2 separate regions of the Mus musculus genome follow, and region 2 is linked to region 1. Evidence: chromatin contacts called from public HiChIP or PLAC-seq data. All regions are on one chromosome and are shown on one strand. Each heading gives the region's core, a stretch centred on a gene start, on an enhancer-like site or on the middle of the called end of the contact. The rest is flanking DNA. Distances are from core to core; before and after follow the strand shown. Region 1 overlaps Mtss1 (MTSS I-BAR domain containing 1). Region 2 overlaps Gm36617 (a long non-coding RNA gene).

Region 1 (7,600 bases), core at 3,577-6,076:
CTGTAAAAAGCCATGGCTAGAGAGCTGGGCAGTGTTTCCTATGCCGTGACTGGAAACTCCCACAAAGCTCGTGGTTTCTCCCCTACAAAGTTGGTATCTTACACGCAAGCTACCAACTATCACCAGATCACCACTATCAAGATATCACGGATGTCACGGACTGCTGTGGACAGCAGCTGTCTCTGAGGTGTGAGAGAGTTCAGCATAGCCGCCCCTGCTCGGTGTGACACTGTCTCTTTCTTTCTGGCCCTCCTGAGGCAAGAGGAGTAAGTAGCTCCAGACAGACAGAAAGTGCTCGAAGCATCTTTGTAGGAACAGAGTACAACTCAGCGTCATTTCTCAACTTCCGAGGCCTTGCAGACATAATGACCCCTTCATTTCCAGTGGCCACTTTTAAAGACTGTCTTTGAGGCTTGCAAACCTGGACAGTGGCCTGTCATCAGTTACAGCCACCAAAAACACTTCCAAGAAGGGTGGTCCCACTGGGACCTCTTCGACAAACCTGCCCGAAGCATCTCAGGTTCTTCTCTTCCCTGGATAGGTTACCTGCCAACAGTGCAACCGCACTGCACATGACTTCACAGATCACAGCCTCACCTGGATCACCTGCATTCTGAGTTGTTATAGGGTAGCAAGGTAACTACTAAAAAGAACTGACTGCTTGAAACCCGAATTGGATTCAGCTGGCCCAGACACATAGGGTCATGTATCTGCAATCCGGGTTCCTACAAAGAGGTCTTCGTAACTTTTGCTTTGCCTGAGAATGCCTGCTCCCCTTCATCACAGAGTGTACAGCCCGTGTGAGGTCACCAACATTCCACAGTCACAACAGAGAACTAAAGGGTGCCTGCCACAGGCTCGGCCGACTTAACTGCTCCCCTCCATGGCTACCAGGAGCAGTCAGGCATCCTGGTGGCAAGAAAGGGCCTCTCCTACCACAGAACTCCGGCTTCTAGGGTTGCTTACATTCCAGCGCCGGTTCACGAGGGCATGCTTATGAAAATGTCTTTCTGCAACCACACATGAGAGCCAAGAGCTTTGTCACCAGCAACTTGCCCAGCTGCTAACAAAGTTCCTCAAGTCTCAACTGCAGAGGATGAGAGGAAGGGTCCTATGGCCAGCCTCCGAGAAGACCCTGGAGTGAGAGACTCTGTGAAGTGTTAGCATCTCTTCTCCTTTCCTCTCCTCCCCCTCCCCACTGCGAGAGAGAGAGAGTGTGTGTGTGTGTGTGTGTGTGTGTGTGTGTGTGTGTGTTACATACAAGTCAATGTGTGGTGCGTGTCTTGGATGCCTGGTCCTTAGCATGGCGTTGTGTGAGGTATTGGGACCTTTAAAGGTAGACTGTAGGAGATGCTGCCCCTCAGGACGGTTCGGATTAAGAAAGCGTTCACATGGACCTTGTGAGAACAAGCTCCCCACAGGAGAGAACATGAGGACATGTCCCCACAGAAAAGAACATGAGGACATGTCCCCACAGGAGAATAGGCTCCTGTCATTACATATCGTCTGCCAAGATCTCAACGGAGGCGAACTGGACTTGACTTCCAGAGAACTGCGAGCTAAATAAAACTTACGTTTCCAATAAGCTATGGGGCCCTGAGTGCTTCACTATAGTACCGAAAGGTAAGTTAATTCATATGCCACCTCTGCTGGACCACCAACTGGACAGAAGAACAGCACTTCTGAGTCACTGACCTTCATACTCCCCTTAGCTGGGCTTGAACGTATGGTTAGTAAGAGGTGTCTACACGTTGCTTGAAAATACTGCAACATGTCTGAAAATCAGGACAACGAAAGGTCAGGGGTTGTTGAAACTAACAGGCAGATAGATGAGGGCTCACCACGATCGTCTCCTTCTGGGTGTGTGTTTAGAACTTTCCATAATCAAGTTTGAAATTCTGAAGCCACAAAAAAAAAAAAAAAAAAAAAAAAAAAACGGACATTTGTCCTTCCTCCCAGCAGCGCAGATGCTGCTAAAGGCGACGGCGGCAGCACTGAGGATCCATTGCTGAGTCACAGTTGGACTCTGGGTGATGGAAGTCGCTTTCTCCTGCGCTGAGGAGGAACTGAGCACAGCAGGAAGACCCAGGAGCCACACCAGGCCAAGGAGCACCCAGGCTCACTGCACAGCCATCACGAGGATATCCACTGCAGGGCGGGTCCACGGAGCCCCTTCCAGAGTTCGCTGACCTCTCTTCACAGGGCATGGGGCTGGCAGGTCATTTTCTTCTTCTCTCCCTTTCTTTCCGTCTTTCTTTCTTTTCTTTCTGTCTGTCTTTCTGTCTTTCTTTCTCCTCCTCTTCCTCCTCCTCTTCCTCTTCCCCTTCTGTTGTTGTTTTTGTTTTTCAAGACAGGGTCTCTCTGTGTAGCCTTGGCTGTCGTACAACCTAGGCTGGCCTCAGACTCAGAGATCCTCCAGCCTCTCTTCCCCAAGTGCTGGGATGCAAGGCGGGCACTTCCACTGCCTGGTTCCTTTTCCCTTTTCAAAAAATGTGACTTATTCTTTGAGCATGTCATACAAACAAGCAACGTATCTTAACCACATTCACCATCGCCCTCAACCCCCTTCCCCAATCCCTTCCCAGCTCCCCTAAGCCCAGAGTTAAATCATCAGAGCTCAATCACTGCTGCCAGCGGCTCATGGGTGGTAGGACCATTCACAGTCCTGTGGCCAAGCTATCAGAGACCACACCCCTAGAGAAAATGGTCACCATCAACTGTCAGTAGCTAGGGTAGTGGCTTGTGAGTCCCCCACCCCACCCCCCCATCAGTGCTGGAAGGTTGACTGGCTTGCTCTTGTGCAGGTAACAGTCTTGTCACAGCTCCCACACACACCCATCAGAAGACACTACTTGTGCCAGTGGCCCCAGCTTCTGGCTGTTACCATCTTTCCGCCCCTTCTTCCATGATGTTGTTCCCTGAGCCCTAGGCAGAAGGAGTGTGTGCAATGTAGAAGTCCTGTAGCCTGGGAACTCCACAGACACTTTCTCTCTACACTGTGACCAGTTCTGAGTCTGTATTATCATCAACCATCATCCGCTGCACCAAGAAGATTCTCGAATGAGGACGAAGGCAGCTCAGCTCTCACCCAGCAGGTGACCCATTTCCAGTTATTAAATGACAACAAGCTTTATGAGAGGAGGTCCCTCTCCGGCGGCTGTGGCCTGGATGTGTCTGTGTCTCTTTTAAAGTCACAAGTGAAATTCTAACTTCCAATGGTATGGTCCTTGAGCTCTGCATGAGGTTAGAGTCTGTATAAGGAAAGGCAAGAGAAAGATGATCTCTCTCTCCCCCACGTGAGGACCCATCAAAGCCTACATCTGCAAATCAGGAAGTAGGCTCTTGCCAGCTACCTCCTGGTAGCTTCTTCTTGGACTTGCAGCTTCTAGAAATTTGCGAAATGGTCTATTTTATTACTGCTGCTTAAACCAACATAGCATCTCCGCATTATTTCAAAGGACTGTAAACAAGCCCCTGGAACTTTGAACTCTGTTAATAAGCATGATAGTAATAACCTCCACAGGGGAACCCCAATGAGCAATCCCCCATATTGCCTTCCTGCCCATTTACAGCAACTCTTTCCAACATCAATAATAGGTAAAATAATAGTATTAGCTAAATCGTACAAATTATGCCAATAACACAGCGCTCAGGCTCCATGGACAGTTCAGAGTCTTTGCAGGAGCAATGAAGAGTTCCTCATCCATTTCTCCCGATTTACGTGGTTTGTACCTTGTGAATGGTGTGTGCGCGCATGTGTACGTGCCTTGCTCCACAGCATTGGTGGGTTGCTCTTTAAATAAAATGAAGTAATTGGATTGCAACAGGCTTATTGCAGAAACGCTACCCAAAGTCACAGGGAGTCACTTGGCTCGTTTCTAAAAGTGATTAAGGACACGTAGCTACAATCGGGCTGACATAGGCACTCGGATTGTCTATGTCAACTCCATCAGCCCCACCGGTTGAATGCCACAGCAGTCTTGGGGGGAAGACTCTAGGCTAGGTCTACTATCTGCAGCCTCCCCTTCATCCTGGATTCACTTTCTCTACCTAGGCTGTTCTAGCCCAATCTGGGTGACGTAAGACATCACCACAAGGAATGGCTAGCAGTATGACAAGCAACAAAGTCAACTCCAGGCCAGGAGAGCTGTCCTGAACATCATGAAATAAAGAGGCCACACAGAACACCTACTCGGGAATAAAGACCTGCATGTAAGCAAAATCCCTCCTCTTCCTGTCCTCTGCCTTAAAGTGACCTCATGATTCCCTATCCATGGAATCCAAACAGCCTGAGTAGTATCAGGGTGGTCTCTGTCAGACTCTGTCTGCACACACTGCAAGGCACCACCCCCAAATCATGGCAGCTGGAGGGTGTCCTACAGCTGTCCCCAAAACGCCTTTGGGCTTCAAGGCAATACACACATGCACAGAAGGCCTTCTCGGGCCCTGACCTCAGCTGTGGGGGACGGCACTCTGTGCAGCCTAGAGTTAGATTTCAGCACACACAATCATCTGACTGACTTGGCATCAGCTGGGCCACAGAGACAGGAGCCCAGAAAAGGCAGCATTTTAACCCCAGAGAGAAGGGACAGGGAATCACTGACACGGGGTATATTGTCTATTTCTTTGGGTACTGAAAACGGTATGTATGTAGATAAACACGTGTATGTACACACACAGACACACAGACACACAGACACACAGACACACACACCCTCGGACCGAGTAAAAACAAAATCAAAGCGGTGCATCAGCCAAGCCTTCCCCCACAATAGCACAGATCACTCACCCACGACTCCAACCGAAAAGGAAGTTGTTGGGTTGTAGTTAAACTCTTCCTCCCACTCGCCTCCCATCCTGTGCTAAATGTGAGTCTCTGGCTTACTGAAGGAATCCACACAGCCACAATAACTCTGTGAAGCTTGTACAAAAAAAGCCCACGAGATGGGTGCTCTAAATTCTGAACGTGGGATGCCTCTGTACTCACTCGGCAGAGATCTCCCGCCCACTTTCCCATCCCTCCTTTCTGCTGGGTGCTTCCCGTGAAGGGCTGAGTTCTCCTTCACATTTAGGGGCTTCCTGCTGCTGTCTCCCCTCTGAAGCAACAGCATTGGGGAAGAGGCACTGACTGAAGTCACAGTATATACACAGACAGAGACACACAAGATGAACGCGTACATGTACACATACACCTCATATTTGGATCACTCTCGGTCCTCCAGACATGAGGTTGTTTTCAATCTACAGAGACAGAGAGAAAATATCCAGTAAGCAGTACAGCCCATCCCCCGCTGGCAGCGAGATGCTAGGGGGCTTCAGGAAGGGCCTGGCCAAGAGGGAGTTAACCTCTGAGAATTCTCATCCTTTAAGTTCAATAAGGGAAACTTACCAACCTATTTAGGTCTCAAAAATGACAATGAAAAATTATCTCTTTCTAAAATACAAGGGTCATTTGGAAAAATGAGAAGCCCGAGAAACCAACGGTCATGAAACCCGCTCTCCAGAAACACCACAGAAATTACGTTCATTTCCTTCCAGGACTTTTTCTTCCTGTAAACAGATGGATTCTTGCAAGCAGTCCCTGCCAGCTCACCCAACAGCCCCAGCATCCATATGAGTGGTTTTTAACCTTCTGAATTCTGAGACCCTTCACTACAGTTCCCCATGCTGTATGCTGTGGTGGCCCCAACCATAAAACTATTTCCATTACTACTGCATAACTGCCATTTTGCTACTGTTAGGAGCTGTATGTAATGTCAATTTCTGATATTCAGGACGTTTCATCCATGACTCCAAAGGGACCATGACCCACAGGTTGAGAATCACTGATCCAGACAAAAGGCAAGCTTGTCGATCCACGTCTCCCACTCGCTCTTAGAAACAGAAGCTCCCACTGGCTCAGGCTAACATGGAAGGAAACCATGCCTAGGAACTGGACAGACTAGACCGTGAAGGAGTGGGTCCACACAAAGCCAGGGTAGGCACTGCTAACAGAACCATAGACCCCATCCCCACCCACACCCAGGCCTCAGTGAGAGACAGCTAGGCGACATTCCTGGCCCAAATAGTCCCTAACCATAACCCTTTGAGAGAAGTAGACTCAGCAGTGACTAATAAAGGGCTTCCCTGCATGCCAAGACCCTCAGACCCTATGCAGCGGGGAGCTGGTCACTCTCTACTTAACATGTATCTGAACTTGGTGTGCTTTGCTGCACGCAGCTGCTGGCCTCTAACCCCACTCTTACTTCGCAATCTGTAAGTGGAAGCCCTGCTCATCTCTATGCCTGTGTCAGCATACAGTAGGTGCTCATCTCTATGCCTGTGCCAGCATACAGTAGGTGCTCAAGAAATGTTAGCTGAATGAGTGGGTCAGGCTTTTACTCATTATGTGAAAAGGGCAGACACCTTCGTTTTCGTCTATTACATTTCTTCTCCCATTAATAGGCAGAAAGGAGAAGGCTCCCTCCTGGGCCTGTCTACAGTCCTCTCTGGAGTGGGAAAGTCAAGGGATGGGTAGGGTGATGCAGCCATGTATAGCTTCTTCAGGATGTTCTAGTGTTCCAGGGGCCTAAGTTTGCAAGCCATGGTGAATTTGGGAAAGGGGTGAGGTCAACCCTGTATACATGTCTAAGATGTACCTACTCTATTTGAACAGGCACTCTCATACTTCAGAACCTCTGCCCCACAGCATATTAAAGCTGTTGTGTATTTAAATACCGGGTATGGAGACTAGGACACAGACAGACAGACAGACAGACAGACGATGGGACAGGTCTGCTCTTTATTCCCCAGCATCCATGCTCCCTCCCACATCAGCTTTCCTAAATTGAACCATGCATGCCAATAAGGAAAATGCAGGTCAACAGCTCAGGCGACTTCTAATGGTCTGTGTGACCAAGACGTGTAACCATGAGCCATCCCGAATCTATTTCATTTAAGAAGGCTAGCTGCTGCCCCGCAGCTACACAATGACATGAAGATGTCAGAACCCGGGACACCTCCACCTCCACCTCCACCCTCCCTGCCTCAGGGAGATGCTGCCTCTGACACAAAAATAGACAGCCTGCACTCCCAGTGTGCCCAAAACCTGCACAAATGTCTCTTTAGAAGAGGATCCACTCAGAGAGGCCAGAAAGTCTCTCCTTGAAGATTAGCATGAGGTAAGCTTAAGCCCCCTGCTTAACCTCACTGAGAACTTGTCCACAGCCTCCAGCCCCATGCTCCACAGGGGCCTTGGCAAAGACCTGCGCATAAAGTCAAAGCCACAAATGCTCTGGAGTGGAGGGAAATCCCATGCCCCTATGATTGATAAGTCTCTTCTCTTCTCTCTATGCCAAAGGCTTCTGAGAGCCACGTGGGGAGCTCAGGCGGTGAGTGGGGAACCCCAGGGCACCTTCACACCATCAGCCCAGAACTAGCCACCTGCTTAGGCCATGCTACCATCAAGGTCGAGGTGGTAACCCCACCTCCTCCCAGTACTCCTGTTTGTCTGCTGGAGACCTGGCTGGCCCAGTGTTCACTATATAGCCCTGGTTGGCCTTGAACCCCTTAAAGCAGTCCTCTTGCCTCAGGCTCCTGGTTATCTAATACGTACCACACC
Region 2 (7,600 bases), core at 2,889-5,388, 240 kb after region 1:
TTTGCCAAAACTTGACTGATCCTATAGGATCTGTTTCCAAGGTGATTCACTCACAAGACTGCATTGCTGCCAAGGTAGGGTTTTGCGATGTAGAGCACTGGCGAGACTGCCTTGACTCTTTCTGATACGGCATCTGGCTTCCTTTGCAACGGGTAAGTCAGAAGATCATGAACAAATCTCACAGTGCCTTAATGCCACTTATCTTTTGCCATTTAACAGAGTTTCCTGGCATCACATCTGTATTCGATTAGTCATAAAGACCAATTTCAACTCAGGAAGAAATAAACTATATAAGGGCATGAATAGAGGTAAGTGAAGATCATTGGGAGCCATGGTACAGAGACCAAGGGGCTGGTTTGTCTGCCTGTGTGACAACAGGCTTGTGGTCAGCTTGCAAACACCAGGCACAGGTTGAATTGTGAATGTATGTACTGGGCTCTGCTTTCTAGAAGGTGGCATTCCCTTGGAAAAGGTAAGCCACCCAGAGGCATTGAGGGTGTCCCATAAAAGCTGGCCAAAAACAAACCAAACAAACCAAAATCTAAGCCAAACAAAAAAGATCTCAGAGTTCCTGAAGTGGCTGACTTGGGAGGTTAGTCTCCAAGTGTGACTTGACCGAAAACCGTATGAGAGGTGCGAGAAAGGAGTTCCAGGGAAAAGGAGCGTGGGCAATTCCAGAGGAAGACAGGGAGATGTGAGACAGGGAAGGATGCCCAGTGCCATCAGTGGAGTGGTCATCACTGTGGTGTCCATGTCCACTTTATGTATGTCAGATCCCCATGAGTGTCAGCACCATGGGAATAAGAACTGAGGTTAAAGGGTGGAGGCATGCAATGTGCCACCTTCCAGTTAGTTCTGGTCAGTGTGTTCAGTGTCCCACCCCCACCCCCCGCATGCTGGGGACAAAACAGCTTCTTGATTGGTACCAAGAACGGAGGAGGACCGGCACCTAAGTTGCAATGGATGCCAGGGGCATGGCTCAGGCATGCACCAAACTGCTATGATGCAAACAAGAGTAAAGTAGGAATGTTGAGCGGGTCACAGAGCAAGGGCTCTGCAGGCCAAAGAAGGACCCTGTCACTGCTGTTTAGTGCCAGCACATCTGTACATAGTTAAGCTTAAGAAAATGGAAGAGAATTGTATGATCCATTGTTTATGAAGAAACAAATATTTGTAAAGACCGACTCGGAGGTCTCTTCTCAATTCCCTTTCTGCATGCATCTCTTACGGAACTCTCTCAGGCATCTCCAATGCCTCTCTGTCCAGCTGGAATGAGGTGACCCACATCGGGGTGGATGGAGACTTTAGTAGGAGTCCCTGCCTGGGACCTAGAGGCCCCTCCAGCTTACCCCCTGAAGCAGTGTCAGGCCTTAGGACATTTCTGAGCCACAGGCTAATCAAGCGGAAGAGGAAAATACAGGTCACGGAGTGTGTGCCACAGGTAGCTGAGACAGCCAGGTTGACATTGTTACTCAGTAGGAGTGTTTTTCCCCGAAGAATCCCCTTGAAGCCTTATTTCTGAGAGAATGAACACACATCTCTCATATTCTTCTCTGGTACCTCTTGCCCAGTGACTTGGGTGAAGCAGCCAGGAATTGCCTCATTTTAACAGGAAGAACTCAGAAACCAGAAGCAGTAACAGACTTCCCCAAGCAATGAATTCAGGCCTTTCTTCCACTAAAGGTGGGACAGAGAAAGACTTCAGGATGGCCTGGAGCCCAAGCAGGGACTGAGGGGGTGGAATCTTACTCAAGCACCAAAGGCCAAGCTAAGTATGCAGAGTCTCTATGGACAGCCTCTGGGACTGGAGCCAGCCAGGACAGAACCATATCCCCACCCTGGTCAGTCGACAGAGTCCAAAGGACAGCCATTTGCTCCTCTCCCAACCTTTCCTGTGTGTTCTCTCTGTTGTCTGAGACTCCCAAGCTTTGTTGCTCCATAGTCACATTCAAATGAGTAGTTTCCCAATTTCAATGGGGTGTTAACTCAATGCCCAGCCATCATCACCTACACCACTGAGGCAGGGAGAACACCCTCTCCAGGAAGGCAGCATCAATAAGTCAGCTTGCAAACATCTCAAGAGATCTATCTAATCGAGTACATGTTAAAAGGAGCGACTTCTGGTCCGCATCCTCATCCTGTTTGACAAAGTGAGGGAACAGAATAGGGTCCCACTTGAGCAAAGCTCAAGGGAGGTAGAGGCCAGTTATTCAAGGGATAGGTGAGAGGTGGCCCACAAAGACTTGGTAGAAAGACATACTTTCAAGTGAGCCTTGAGTTGTGTCTATCCGGTGGAATGGGTGGAGAAAGACATCTTAGGGAAAGAAACAACTTGCAAAGACAGAGCAGTGTGACACGCCCACCTCCTCCAAGGCTTCTGTGAGGACCTGCAGGCAGCTATGCAAAGATCAAGCCCTACAGAGTGATGTGGAAGAGGAGATTGATAAATCTGGGCAGAGAGGGAAAGCCTGGGCCAGAAAACAAACAAACAAGCAAGCAAACAAAAAACATGGTGAAGGTACGGAGCTTGCCCTGGAAAGATTGAGAGTCATTGCAAGAAGCCTAAGCCAGATGGCAATGGTGACATATCTTCATAATGGCAGTGAGGTCCCAGGCAAGATAAGCAACCTCTCTGTGCCTCTGCCTTCAAATCTGTCATGAGGATAATAACAGCATCTTCTTTACTCAGAGGGGCTAACGGCTATGCAAGCCAGGACTGTGTTAACAAGAAGCTGTCATCACAAGCACATTTTAGAAGGGACTATCCAGTTTCTAGGGCAAGGCAAGGAAAGAAGGATGGACCAGATGGACCACAATAGGAGGTGACTGCGGGGATCCAGGTGCCAGGTGATGGTGGCCCCATGGAAAGCACTGGGAAAGCATTAAGCAGGAGAGACCAAAGAGCCATCAGAATAGCAAGTGGGAGTGGTGAGGGAGGAGGAGGGATCAGAGAGCATGGAGAGATGACATAGGAGTCCCAGAAAATCATCTACACAGCCAGGGAAATGCACCAGGGGGACAGAAGCAGGCTAAGAGAACCGCTGGCCACAGAGGCCAGAGAGGAGAGGACAGCCTAGCCATTGCAGTCGCTGAGAAGATCTTGTCAAAAATGTAGACAAGCTGGGCAGAGGTCTCTCCTCACAAGCAGAGTAGGAAGCATCTCTCAAATTCTTGGCTGTAGCTTCCATTAACGACAGTGGATCTCTTATAAATTAAGCTCCTCCCCCATACCCTCAAAGCAGTTGAAAAGTCAAAAGAATAGTAAGATCCCACCACTGAAGATAATCTTCTAGCTGTCCTCATTGTTTTGAACAAGACCTCTTTCACATTGGAAATGGAAAACCGTGTTGTTGCCTGCATACCATGGGCTTTCACCCCTCACCAAGGACAGGTCAACACCCTCAGTACAACATGACCTCCCCTCCCCCCCCCACCCCCCCCACCCCTCACCCCCCCCCCCGCTCTACTACCCGTCCTCCAGCCTGAACACCAAACCCTCTTCTTCTATCTTCTCTTCCTCACTGGCACCAGATCGCCCTGGAACTTGCAAGTCTTTCTCCAATTATATCCCAGAACAAGAGCAATGAGATGAGATTCTTGCCTCATTTCTGACCTTTTGAGGGGCTTTTATTTTTTTTACTACTCCACCTGGATGCTTCCCACCCTCTATCAGCATATACGCATCATGGGCACTTCCTGGAAGGCTGTGGAGAAGAAAGCATCGTGGTAATTAAGGAGCCAACTTTTCCTGTCCAATTACCATGCCTAGAAAGCAACAGAAGCCCAACCTGAATGGAGAGGCTCTTGCCGGCTGCTGGATAGCCCGAGTCTCCACCCAGTGGAGGACGTCCTTCTTTGGAGGCCAGCAGTCTGCTTGTGGTTGGGTGATCAGCAGCTGCTTCCTGTTTGCTTCCGTGCTGTCTTTGGAGGCATTGCTATCTAAAATTGTGTGAGAAATAGAAACTCTGGCCTGTGAGGACCCTTTTCTATGAAATAAGTTCCTAGGAATGACCCTCCTGATTCAAGTAAATGGCCTCACAGTGATTTTGATTGCACGAGCCTCTGGCACAATTGCCTTGTCACTCTCTCTTGCCTCGCATGACAGTTTTCATGCCTCCTCCTCTATGTTGCTAACATCTGGGGCCAGATTAATCCTTTATGTGGGCAGGGGAGAGGGCGGCTGACTGTCGAATGCATTGTAGGATGTGTGGTTGCACCTTGCGTCTGTACCCACAAAATGTCAGAGGCACCCTTCTCCCATTCAATGGTGACCATCCCAAATGTCTCTTAAAGATTGCCAGATGTCCTCTGGAGGGGTGTGTGTGTTCGTGCAGATGGGGAACTCTCAGGGGAAGACAACTGTCTAGTTCAGCTCTTTATTCTCTTCTAATGTTTTGCAGACTTCTTGGCATAAGGCCCGGGTGTCCAGTGAGGGACGAGAATGTGAATCACACTCTGTTTGGCAGTGGACATTTAAAAAACTTCTCTAGATGGTCACTGTATGGAAACTCCCTCTATAATCTTTTCCTCTGGGTCACATTCAAGTTGTGGAGCAAGCTCTGCTGCTTCTCTACCTCTGGGGAGACTCTGTGACCCAACTTTTCTATCTCAATTTCCATGGAGGTCAATGGATTTGAAAGCAAGATTTTCCTGGGGACTAAGAAATGGTCCCCAGATGCTTGAGTAAAATATAAGGGAAGTATCAATGGGTCTTTGGGGATGTTAGGGGAGCAGAAGCTCAACTATGACAGGAGATCCACTGGGCAAGGCCTTGGGTGGTTCGGAAATAGCAGAGACTTGCCAGGCTGAGATAACAGATGTCTAAGTGGATAGAGGACTCAGGGCCAGCAAGACTCTGGAAACCTGGACATTGACTAAGTTCTCAGGTCCTTGGCGCAGACTGGACATCGTGGGGGAAATAGAATCTTCAAGATTGACTGAGATACTGTTAAAGCTTGGAGTGTAGATTAAGTTGCTTTGTTGGTTTCTGGCATACCTGACTTCTGACTTGGGATTGGTACCATGGCAAGTACAAAGTGCTAACTAAATCAATAGTAGCTAGTATTTATTGAGTGCTTATTATGTACCAGACACTGTTCTTTCAGTTTTTGATGAATTTTCTCCTTTGATCTTCACAAAGTTCCCATGAGTAGGTCCCATTGATTGTAATCTCTTGAGTTAAAAATAAGGAACTGAAGACATATTCTCAAGGTGGTAGATGCAAGACAGTAAGAATCACAACCACGGAGCACCCACTCTGAGCCAAATACTGTTTGATACTTTGCAGGCACTGATTTATTTAATTCTCACAACAACCTATTGAAAGAGGTACTATTGCCAGGTGTGGTAGTGCACACCTTTAATCCCAGCACTCGGGAGGCAGAGGCAGGCAGATTTCTGAGTTCGAGGCCAGCCTGGTCTACAGAGTGAGTTCCAGGACAGCCAGGGCTACACAGAGAAACCCTGTCTCGAAAGAAAAGAAAAAGGGAAGAAAGAAAGAAAGAAAGAAAGAAAGAAAGAAAGAAAGAAAGAAAGAAAGAAAGAAAGAAAGAAAGAGAAAAAGAAAGAAAGAAAGAGGTACTATTACCAAGTCAATTTTACAGATAAGAGAACCAAAGATGAATTTTACAGAAAGTGAACCACAGAGGAATTTTACCCAAGAGCCACAGCTTGTACATGATAGGTTTGGACTTTGAACTTAGAGAGCTTGGCTGCAGAGTCTGTGTCATCTTGCTGGTAAGCCAAGCTTTTGAGACTCCAGGACCCCCTGTCTTCTCCACGCTCTCTAACATGAGCCACACAGTAGCTGCACATTAGTAGTGCCGGGAGCTAGAGTGACTTCTTCACAGACAAAGCTGTGAGTTGTTGACTCTGCTTTGCGTTTGCATCAAACAAGGAGACTAAGACCAGTTTCCCCATCTGGAAGGTCATTAGCTCTCTATACAAGAGAAGTAACATTGCTCAAACAAGAACTGATGACTAAGGCTAGGAAGGTCATTAGCTCTCTATACAAGAGAAGCAACATTGCTCAAACAAGAACTGATGACTAAGGCTAGGCACTCTGTGTAAGGTGTCTTTAGGGAGCATCACCAGACAGAGCTTGATCAAAGGAAAAGGAGAAGGAAAAGAGAAAACTCTGTCATTGGGAAACCTATAGAAACAAATTGAGAGTATTCAGCCTAGTAAAGTGTGTGGTGTAGTACAAATAGATGTCTTTAACCCTGGGATTCTGAGGGTTAGGTCAGGGAAGGATTCATGTCACATGATACTTCTTGCACGTGGCAGTTGGACACAGTCCCTCTGAATGGATAGATCTCCCTTTTACTAGGTTCATGTTCCCCTATGCAGTGAAGGACTTTCTACACACCCCAGTTTAAGCCAATAGAATATTTTATTATTATTCTTTTTAGATAATCATAGAACTCTAAATATGGACGACATACTGTAAGATAGTAGCACATTAATGTCATTTTATAAGAATTATGCTGACATTGGAATTAATTATGAAAATGTTCCTTGTATCCACTTACCTAAAGATGCATTTAAGAGTGAACTGACTTACAGAGAAGCCCCACCAATGAAGCCTCTTCAAGATGGCTGCCCAAACAAGGTCTGAACAAAGACAAGGCCAATGACATGCTAACACGAAAGGGGCAAATCTCCTAAGTCTTCAGCCTTAGACAAAGAACTACAGGTGGCTAAGGAATGCTGAAAGGAAGAGAAATAGTCTTCCCTGGGAAGGGCCTCCAAACTGATGATCCAATACCACGTGGTCAGCCCTGAAACCATATACGTACAAGTATATTACAAAGACCGATCAGGTTGTATATATGTATTTAGGAATGAGAGGCCGCACGTTTGAGAGAGAAAGCAAGGAGGGGCTGGAGGAGAAAATGATATATTTTAATTTCAAAAAGTAAGAAGGAAAAAAATGTAAGTGAATCGACTTGTATGGGATTTGCATTAAAATGCTTAGGCAAGGATAGATAAGACTATCATAGCAAAATATTGATGGTTCTTGGATCTAGGTACTGACTGTAGTTTCCTGCTTTCTTTTGTGTCTGGAAATTTTTATAACAGAGATTATATTAATAGATTTTAACCCATAGATAGCTTGACAATTAGTGCATGGCTAAATTTGGCTTTGAAATTTCTGATAGTCTGTTGACAGAATCTAGCAGCTCTTACAGACACAGAACCAGTCAGGGTCCAGCCCTGGGCTTTACCTTGGTTCTGACATTGACCTCATTGAAGCAGCCCCTTTTTCTCTACTCTGTACACTTTTCATTTGGGGGGGGGTTCTTTTTTAAAATTATTGGATATTTTATTTACATTTCAAATGTTATCCCCTTTCCCAGTTTCCCACCCCCAAACCCCCTATGTCCCATCCCTCCTCCCCCTGCTTCTATGAGGTGTTCCCCCACCCACCCACCCACTCCCACCTCCCTGCCCTCGAATTCCCCTACACTGGGGCTTTGAGCCTTCACAGGACCAAGGGCCTCTCCTCCATTGATGCCAGACAAGGCCATCCTCTGCTACATATGCGACTGGAGCCATGGGTCCCTCCATGTGTACTCCTTGGTTGGTGGTATAATCCCTG

Evidence for each region. HiChIP or PLAC-seq counts read pairs in DNA pulled down with a chosen protein or histone mark.
Region 2: a contact with region 1 is called in an H3K4me3 HiChIP or PLAC-seq map of bone marrow-derived macrophages, with 5 times the contacts expected there. The contact joins two enhancer-like sites. A contact is called at or near these places in 1 of 484 Hi-C or Micro-C datasets (bone marrow-derived macrophages) and 5 of 115 datasets of contacts at active chromatin or transcription factors (T-cell acute lymphoblastic leukemia, bone marrow-derived macrophages, embryonic basal ganglia and 1 more).

Annotation. Positions count from the first base shown.
Region 1 is chr15:59,014,320-59,021,919 of GRCm38.p6, forward strand. All of the region lies in intron 3 of Mtss1 (MTSS I-BAR domain containing 1), which reads right to left. Among named protein-coding and RNA genes, the nearest start is that of Gm41330, 24 kb to the left of the region's middle. Within about 2 kb of position 4,827, at least 56 of the 459 cell types and tissues checked have an H3K27ac peak or open chromatin away from gene starts, as enhancers often do. A contact at or near this core is called in bone marrow-derived macrophages, where this site is marked.
Region 2 is chr15:59,259,748-59,267,347 of GRCm38.p6, forward strand. Gm36617 (a long non-coding RNA gene) reads left to right here. Exons shown (of 4, transcript XR_875370.3): 2 at 220-308. Among named protein-coding and RNA genes, the nearest start is that of Gm36617, 17 kb to the left of the region's middle. Within about 2 kb of position 4,139, at least 104 of the 459 cell types and tissues checked have an H3K27ac peak or open chromatin away from gene starts, as enhancers often do. A contact at or near this core is called in bone marrow-derived macrophages, where this site is marked.